Regions from separate parts of the Danio rerio genome. Here all the other regions are linked to region 3. Evidence: chromatin contacts called from public Micro-C data. All regions are on one chromosome and are shown on one strand. Each heading gives the region's core, a stretch centred on a gene start, on an enhancer-like site or on the middle of the called end of the contact. The rest is flanking DNA. Distances are from core to core; before and after follow the strand shown.

Region 1 (3,368 bases), core at 550-3,049, 200 kb after region 3:
GCAAATATATGCTTAAAATAACTTTAAAATATGAATAGAATTTTAATATTTTACAATAAACCAAAATAATCTATTCGAAAGGTATCTATAAACATTACTTTTGCATTTTAAAAATACCAACAGGAATTATATAATGCTTAGTTATTGTGTTCAGCAATTTACAAGTGGTAAACACTAACATGCATTATGATCCTGTTAACATGTTTTTCATGCTAAATATGCAGTGATATTAAGACTATCCTGCAAAGTATGTGCTGATGCTAGTTTGCTCAGTCAGTTGATCTAATCATTTAGTGATTCACATTAAAGGAAAAGTTCAATTCAATTCATGTTTATTTCTTTAGCGCTTTTACAATGTAGATTGTGTCTTCCTGTAAATTGAAACAGTGTCAGTCCAGTTTTCAGAGTTGAAGTTCAGTTTAGTTCAGGTCAGTGTGGGTTAATTTCACTTAAAGTCCAAACACTGAAGAGCACAACTCCCAAAACAAGCGAGTCAGTGCTGAGGAATAAACTTCACCAATTGACGAAAGTGAAGGAAAAAGAAAAACTAGAGAGAAACCAGGCTCAGTTGGGCACGACCATTTCTCCTCTGGTCAGATGTTGGTTTTATATTCACACATTGATTCATTGTTGAACACTGAAAACTTGTGACAGCCTCCCTATATTGTTTTTTCCAAGCTACTTTTAATATTCGGTCTAAAATTGCATGCAAGTATGACTTAAAAACAAGATTAGCACTAATTATTTAATTGTGAACAATGTTGTACTTTGATAGTCATTGGCTGCAAATATGATATTTAGAATTTTCAAAGAATATTTTTCTAAAATTACATTATTAAGAAAGAAGTGCGAATATTAAACCAACTTTACGCCAATATGAATCAGAATTAATTTTATTGCCAAGTGTGCTTCAGTTCACACACAAGGAATTTGTTTTGGCTACAGAAGCATCCAGTGTACATAAAGTGACAACACGAAAATAAATATAAATAAAAGACAATAAACATTAAACAGAGATGCAGTTGGTCAAAAACATCTGGATGTTGAATTGTATGTACAGATTTGTTATAAATATACAGGTTGCTGTGTGCAGACGCGTATGGAGAAAGTATTGCATTGTATATAAGGTGATATAAAGTGGTGTTATTCGCTGACTAATCAAATATGGATTTACTCGAACTTCGGATAGATGCTTTGAAAGATTGGCACTATGAGTAAAGAAGGCCATTCAAAGCTATTTTGTAGCTCCAAACTACTTCATAAGAGTGCGATAAGATCACGAAACAGTTCTCTATAATCTGTCATTTGGGGAACATGTGGAAACACACATACATGAGTGGTAAACAATGCTTTACTCAGGTTTCCTCATGAGACTGTCCGCTTATCTAAATTCTGACAGTTACAAAATCTCACCGAGACGTTTCACAAGACAATTGGTCACGAGAAAACGAAAGTTAACAAGGACATTTGCGATAGAAATTAAATAATAGTTAATCTCCGCTCCAATGTGTTTCATAAGTGCGCCGCATATTATAGGCAATATATATATTGATATTCGTTTATGTCAAGTTTTAAATAACTTTTTGCATTTAATAGCACTGTCATACTCACCAGGCGATCGCGTCTTGTGTACAGCAACTTGTTTTGGGAAATGCTGCTCTTCCTGATCCAAACGTCAGTGGAAAGCGCTAAACGCACATATATGATATCAAGAATGATTGGTGCGTTACAGTCAGCCTGACACAGGTTTATGTCTATCCACCTTCATATGGATCTACTGTAGCGCTGCTTCCATTCACTGCATTGAATCAGCTGACGGAGTGCGTCATGACGCGGACGGGATTTCCCTGCTGAGGTCATTCCGCGTGACGCACTCAGATATAGGCCGAATCGAGGGGCTTTTCGAGACCCCTATATTGATTTTAGTATGACAGTCATCATGATTTCCTATTTATGTGGAAATGCTGTGGGTGAAAAAAAAAAGCCTGGCACTTTCTTTCCATAACTTTTATAAATAGCTTTGGCATAATGTGCTTCAATACAGAAAACATAATAATAATAATAATAATAATAATAATAATAATAATAATAATAACAATAATAATAATAAAAATAATAATAGCAATAATAATACATTTTATTCAAAGCGTCTTTCAAGAAACTCAAGGTCACTGTACGACATATATACAATTATTATACAATAATTAAAAAAATCAATAAACTAACATGGATATATAAAATAGAGAAGATGATCAAATACAAAGACCAAAATACTAATTGGAGCAGTGCAGTTATGGTATTTTAATACACAATCATTAGTATTTGTAAGATAATGAAATGAGGATGCATTGAATTTTCATGGAATGTATTGACTTTGTTTGTGCACTAGATGGAGCCACAGAAACAGATCTAAATGCACATGGGTCAAGGACGTCCTTTTTAGTGTCCAAATAAAACTTTGAGGAAGGCCTAATACTTTTCAGGGATATTAAATGCATGATCCATCATCCATCAAATGCATTCTTATTCTGATTTGTAGTTATTAAATAATAAAAAAGTGATCATGCACTAAAAACATAATTATTCATTCATTTTCCTTAGGCTTAGTCCCTTTATTCATCAGGGGTCACCACAGCGGAATGAACTGCCAACTTATTCAGCATATGTTTTGCTCAGCGAATGCCTTTTTAGTTGCGAACCAGTGCTGGGAAACAACCATACAATCATTCACACACTTACAATACAGCCAATTTAGCTTATTGAATTCAGCAGTTTTGGTGTAAAGTGAATTCTCACAGTCGGTGGTCTGTTACAGTATACATACAGAGTTATTTATATAAATCGTCACCTTAGAATTATAAGGTTGACTTTTTGACTTAGAATTATAAGGTTATGTGACTTTTTTTGTCAAAATTGAGTTATTAACATATTTTTATTAAATGACACCTTATTTACATTATGGGATTTTTTTTACAAGTTGTCTACATTTTAAGATGTTTTATTTTGAAAACAAATGGTACCCACATACTGTTTGCTAAATGGAATGCAAAAACTTTAAAGCTCAATATCTCAATCATTCAGAACACAGATAGAACCGTATAATTCCAAGGTGCATGACGAAATGATGATTAACAGAGCAAGGCATTTTTTACAGCATGTCTGATAATATTTTTTTTCTTCTGGAGAAAGTCTTATATGTTATATTTTTGGCTGGAATAAAAGCAGTTTTTAATTTAAAAAATGTAAGGTCAAAATTATTAGCCCCCTTAAGCAATATATTTTTTGATTGTCTACAGAACAAACCATCATTATGCAATGATTTGCCTAATTACCCTAACTTAGTTAGCCTAATCAACCTAATTGAGCCT
Region 2 (2,976 bases), core at 42-2,541, 160 kb after region 3:
CTTGCATGTGTTGTAATGATCGTCACTCTCGGCTGCGCAACGACGCCGCACTCAGCCTAATGCACTCTAAATGGACCCGTCTGAGCTCTCATCCCATTACAAACACAAGCCTCAGACTCCCTCCTGCACTCCTGCTTATCCCCTTAAGACTCATCCCGCTTACTGCACATCGACCTCATCCTGTTGAAATGGAGCTTCTCGCCCATTACCAGGGAATAATGAGGCCTGGCTGATTTTCTCCCTCGCTGTGCACAAGGCTTAATCACTGTACAAATGCGCAAGCCGCCGTATTGAGCTCACGCTTGGCACTTATAACAGTGGGTTTCCGCAGATGGGATATGAAGACGCTGTCATATTATTGAACCAAGTGAATGGAGGTCATCCAGTAAATGCTGAAGTCAAGCTGTGTGTGTGGAGCTTTTCCCTTACTCCATTTCCAACAGGTGGTGCTGCTGCTGCTGCATAGCCATTTCAATCTGTAGACGGCAAATCTATAGGTTTAGATATTTATTCTAACATTATTATTATTATTATTATCATTATTATCATTATTATTATTATCATTATTATTATTAATATTAATATCATTATTATTGTTATTAATATTATTATTATCATTATTATTATTATTATTATTATTATTATTTTGGCCAATTATTTGCACCTAATATATATATTTTAATTAATATTATATTAAAATAAATTTGTTATACTAATGTATTTTTATTTAGATCATTCTAATTTATTTGCTCGCTTTTTAACTATATCTTAAAGTTGCAGTCCAATATTCATATAAATAAAAAGTATATATTATAAATAATATATACAAAACCCACAACAAATTCCATCACACCTACTGTACATACACTTCAGTTTTGATACTTTTCCATCAGTGGAAATGCAATCAGATCAATTTGAGTACCGGCTTTGGCACCAGCACCAGCATGGTTGAAAAGGAGTTGCTCTCTTTCAAAGCATGGCTTGCCCTGAGCTTTATCGCCCAAAAATACCTTTTGGTGCTTTATCCTCTGCGCGATGTGTCACCCTTCTGTTGCTGCCTTCAGGAAAGGGCCGTGTTTACCATCCTAACAGGTCTTATATGTGTCACCGGGTGGCTGCCTGGGTAGTTGGCAAGATATTTTAAGTAACCATGCAAGATTTGACTTTGAAAATGTGCTCTCTTTTTTTTTTTTCTTCTCATCAGTTTCATTTTTGACTTACAGTTCCTCTCTAAATGCATCAGCTCTTTGTTACTCAACACACATGCATAGACAAATGGACCAATCAGCCTATAGCAGTGCATGTTGAAAGACTGTAATCTCTTAGTCATGACAGTGAAGTGTCTAATGAAGGAGCTGAGGCATTCCCACTCATTTTTGCCAATTTATCATCATTTAACACAGCTACTTTTGCTAAATAAGTACCATATAATCTTCACTGCAATGCTTGGTGTTCAGAAAGAGGCTTATTTAATGCTCTGATGCTCAAGATACTAGTGCTTATCAAACATATCTGAATAGCAGCTGTCAAATCTGTTTAGCCTCCTCCATGAATTTTGAGTCATTGCAGTTCATTTGAAACTAATACCAGAGCTTATAGTGAATCCTTTTGCCGTTTCAACAGCCTTTTGCTCCCTCTTGTGTTGCAAGAACGCAAGCAAGCATGTTAATGAAGTCCATGCTGAAGCAGAGCACTGCGATTGTGCTGTAATGGAAAGTCAGAGATGGTGTTTTAACGCTGTCATCGTGACCTGTTTTGCAGGTTGGAGTCAGAGTGATAAAAGTGTCACTTTAGCCTCAGAGCGGACGCCCAGGTGCTCGATAGGGCCTCACTGCCATGACTTTTGTTTTTATATATACACATGACATTATATATGCAGTTGTGCTCCGATGTTTTGCATACCCTTTGCATAATCTGTATTAAATGTTTAAGATTTCATTCAACTCTATTTAAAAGAAGGTTAAAAAGGCTTAATTTACAGTCGAAGGGCTTCAAATTGTTAAAATATGTGTACTTTTAAATTTAAGACTTCATAGCTTTAAATGATGCATGCACTGCAAAAAAAATGTTTTAAGATGATTTATTTCAGAGCAAATTTGAAGATCATTTATAGCTTTTCATCTGAGGAACTGAACTAAATAAATTGTATGCTTCAACAAGAAGAGACTACAGAACAGGGGTGCCCAAACTTTTTGTTAATAAGTGTCAAAAACCAAACTTCAATTGAGGCTAGTGGGCTGAAGGTAATTATAGTTGACTTGTAATTTCCAAATTTATTTTATAATGTTAAAAATGACTAGAAAACATTGTTTTATATTAACTAATAAAGTTTTATATATATATATATATATATATATATATATATATATATATATATATATATATATATATATATATATATATTATTACAGTAAAAACGAAACCTCGTTTATAACAAAATTACACCAGTTTTTGCCTTGATTTGCTAGTCGATGTCTTCTGTGTAGTCAATCTGTTGAGTGGCAGTATTTGCATTTATAAATATGTAAAAATAATAAATAAAAATATTAAATAATAAATAAAAGAAACAAAAAAGGTTATGTCAAATTAGAAAATGTACTCTCCCCCACCCCCTCCCTCGATTTTTCTGTTAGATGCGATGGTGGGCCAAATCAAAGGTTACAATGCGCTAACTTTCGCCCGCGGTTCCTACTTTAAGCATCTCTGCCATAGAATAAACACTGGACTTTTGTTATGAACAGTAGTAATTCCTTTTAAAAAGGTCTAAAATCTTCAAACCCACTAAAAACAGCGAGAGTTTTATTTTGTTGATCTCTAGAACCTGTATAAAAAATGTATATTGTTACATTACATCATTAACCTGTAATACAAGTATATTGTTTGGGCAAAGTAGCTGAAATTGATTAATTGTTAGGGTTTGTTTCTCAGATTGCAGATTTAGCTCTACGTCTGCATGATTTGAGAGAATCTGTGCTT
Region 3 (3,402 bases), core at 881-3,380:
ATTCTTTCATACAAGCAAGCTTTGTTTCATAATAACTATTTATAGATTGTATATTACATATACATAATCAATTATTAACCATTTATTACATTTTAATAAAACAATTAATTAATAATATTAATAATATAAAATAAAATGTAAGCTAAAGATGTTGCTAAAGTAAAAAAAAGTAATAAGGAAATATGTAATAAAAAATAAATAAAACTCATATTTATTGACATAATTAAATATTAAAACAAGCAATAGTCATCGCAACAGTTTAATAATTATTGAAGATTGTACTATGAAGTATATTCATAAAGATCACATCCGATAATTAATAGATAAAGATAACAGTTATATTAAAAATAAGAAATAAAGGACTGTAGTACAGTGGTCCCTCAAAGGTGCATTTTAGCATTTTAGAGGAAACATTATGGACCCTTCAGGTACAAATATGTCTGTTTTGAAAAAGTACAGCCCCAGTGACAGCTCCTGTGTCCTTTATTTTTGAAAGTGTACAAATATTACCTTTAAGGTGGCGCAGTGGATAGCATGATCGCTTCACAGCTAGAAGGTCGCTGGTTCGAGCCCCGGCTGAGTCAGTTGACATTTCTGTGTGGAGTTTGCATGTTCTACCCTTGTTAGCGTGGGTTTCCTCTGGGAAACATATCTAAAGACATGTGGTTTTGGTGAACTGAATAAGCTAAATTTGCCGTAGTGGCGACCCCTGAATAATAAAAGAACTAAGCCGAAAAGAAAATTAATGAATAATAATAATAATAATAAATCAAATCACTTTTATTGTCACATCATCAGCAGCATGTGTGCTATGATGAGTGAAAAGCTTAGGTGCTGGCTCCAGACAGTACAAAATACAAACAGTGCAATTACAACGACATGGCAAAATCCAGACAGTGCAAATACAACGACAATGTAAAATTGACAGTGATATGTACAATGAATAGGTGTCCACATAGTTGAGGATAATAATAAATATAATAATAACAATAACAACAATAACAACAATAATAATAATAATAATAATAATAAAGTCCCTTCAAATAAAGTGTCTAAATTTAAAATTGTTTAGGTATTAGTACTGAAAAGCAAAACTAGTGTAATAAATTCTGTGTATTAATTACCCCCAAAAAATTAAGGGAGGGGCTTTATTGGATTCTACACACCGGAGCCAATCAACATTAGCTACAAACGAGACTGACCCTCGACTAAACTACTTCCATAACAACATCCTCTGCTTTCAAACAAAGCTGTTGTGTGTTTAAGGTTTGTTTTGCGCAACAATAAACACTAGCTTTGGAGTTTAGCTAAACATTTTCCCGGCGAGGAGATACTTTGTAACTATTCTACGCGTCCGCGATATTTTGTAACCGATACATATTTTCCTGCTGACGTCACAGAGAGTGAGGAGAGACTTCGTAACAATTACTATTCAATCCCGTAGCCGTCTCGCGGACAATTTAAACCTGCTTCACACAGGGACAAGCTAATAAATCAGGAATGAAAGTGCGAAATGCACATGTAGTCACAGGGCTTCCTCTTGACACCGCCTGGGCTGGAGCTTAGGACGGATTCTCAACGGCTTTTACCACACAATAGAGTCCAGGTTGTCCGTGTATGTCGACTCATAAACCTTGCGATGGAAAGAGACTCTCTGCCTGCTCCCTAACACGGAATGTGTGTGTATTTCTCCTTCTTTTCCCTCCTCCTTTTCCTCCATTGCCTGCTGGCGCAACAGCGTTTCATTTGAAGAGTCACTCGTGCGCATATTGAGAAATCTCGGGTTTATTTACCTTCCCTTTAGTTTGTCCGGACACATACGGACGAATATAGCCTGTCATTATGCAATATACCGATATATCTCCATATAATCCCACACTATCAATGGGCTGTGTCCGAGCAGACTCTTCAGCTGTGGAAAAATCACTTTGAAAAGCTCCTTACCTTCTTCTACAAGAGGTTAGTCCGGTTTGGTGAGATGGCTGTGCCTGTGTGTAGTGTTGTAGATGGACCGTTATCACTTTGAGAGCTGGTAACGGAGGGGAAAGCCCTGTTTTAGAGACTTCTGTCGTTTTCTTCCTCTCTTTGCCAGATCTAAGAGCCAGGGCGCTTCAAGTGACGTAACGAACCGGGATGCGCGCGCCCGACACTGGCCTCCATGACCGCGGTATGTGCACGAGCTTATGCGAAGTGACACCATTAAGGCTGGGTGAAGTGCTGGTTATATTCTTCTAAGTTCACAGTGGTCAGCATAAAGGAGTGTACCCCTTTTGAAAATTAAGATTTCTCAATTTAAACATTTAAAAAAAAAAATTTAATTTATATTCATCAGGGTAAGAGTTAGGTCACCTCATCTTAAGGAATAGAAAGATAATACATTTAAATTAAAGAATTATTGCAAACAACAATTACAAACTACACATTTTCAACCATTTCTTTAATGTTTCTCTTGATTTTTCCTGTTTAATAAAAATATATTTATTTTTCTCCAAAATTTAAATTTTACTGTACTAATTCTAGTACTTGGCCAAGTACTAGTACTTGGACCTTACACAAATACATCCTTTAGAAAATATGAATCTAGAGAGAGACATTTGTGAGGTGTGTATATTCTGTTCATGATTTATGGTGTGAAAATTAAAAGTTATTTTATTATTTCATAAATATACACAAAATCATTTTAGAAATATTTTCATTTATTCATTTTCTTTTTGGCTTAGTCCCTTTAATAATCTGGGGTCGCCACAGCAGAATGAACCGGCAACTTATTCAGCATATGTTTTACGCAGCGGATGCCCTTCCAGCTGCAACCCATCACTGGGAAAACATATTTACATTTAAAATTTAAATATTTAATTGTATTGTTTTAAATTAAATGTTATAATAAATGTGTAATAATTGTTTTTATGTAATATACAATAATTATAATAATTTATATATATGGATATGTATGTGTGTGTGTGTGTGTGTGTGTGTGTGTGTATATATATATATATATATATATATATATACATACACACACACACACACACACACACACACACACACACACACACACACACACACACACACACACACACACACACACACACACATACTGTACTGTTCTCCCTCCTGTGAATAATAAATGATAAATGTGAATATAGTAATTATAATAATTATAATATATTACATATACATAATTAGTAAATATTTGTTATAACATTTAGTTATATTTAATGTTCATAAAATACTTGTGTGTGTGTGTAAATGTGTATTAAATAAAAATTAACTTGAAATTTTCACACCATCAATCATATGAACAGAATCATATGCTGCTAGAAAATAATACAGGCATAAAATATTGCCAATTATTTATTTATATACTTATTTTATCTATTTGTACGTTTGTTAGATAGATAG

The links. Hi-C and Micro-C count contacts between places; a contact is called where the count stands out from the background.
Region 1: a Micro-C map of caudal fin shows a contact between it and region 3, with 6 times the contacts expected there. The contact joins the promoter of optn here to the promoter of erc1b in region 3. A contact is called at or near these places in 1 of 18 Hi-C or Micro-C datasets (caudal fin) and 2 of 4 datasets of contacts at active chromatin or transcription factors (caudal fin and embryo).
Region 2: a contact with region 3 is called in a Micro-C map of caudal fin, with 5 times the contacts expected there. The contact joins the enhancer-like site here to the promoter of erc1b in region 3. A contact is called at or near these places in 2 of 18 Hi-C or Micro-C datasets (caudal fin and hematopoietic stem cells) and 1 of 4 datasets of contacts at active chromatin or transcription factors (caudal fin).

The regions. Positions count from the first base shown.
Region 1 is chr4:8,501,581-8,504,948 of GRCz12tu, reverse strand. optn (optineurin) reads right to left here and starts at 1,799. Exons shown (of 14, transcript NM_001100066.2): 1 at 1,612-1,799.
Region 2 is chr4:8,539,811-8,542,786 of GRCz12tu, reverse strand. The region is part of intron 24 of wnk1b (WNK lysine deficient protein kinase 1b); the gene reads left to right. Among named protein-coding and RNA genes, the nearest start is that of si:ch211-240l19.5, 11 kb to the right of the region's middle. Within about 2 kb of position 1,291, at least 7 of the 62 cell types and tissues checked have an H3K27ac peak or open chromatin away from gene starts, as enhancers often do. A contact at or near this core is called in caudal fin, where this site is marked.
Region 3 is chr4:8,699,979-8,703,380 of GRCz12tu, reverse strand. It overlaps erc1b (ELKS/RAB6-interacting/CAST family member 1b), which reads right to left and starts at 2,130. Exons shown (of 21, transcript XR_012401815.1): 1 at 1,945-2,130. It overlaps LOC141381588 (a long non-coding RNA gene), which reads left to right and starts at 1,174. Exons shown (of 5, transcript XR_012401884.1): 1 at 1,174-1,959; 2 at 2,093-2,167.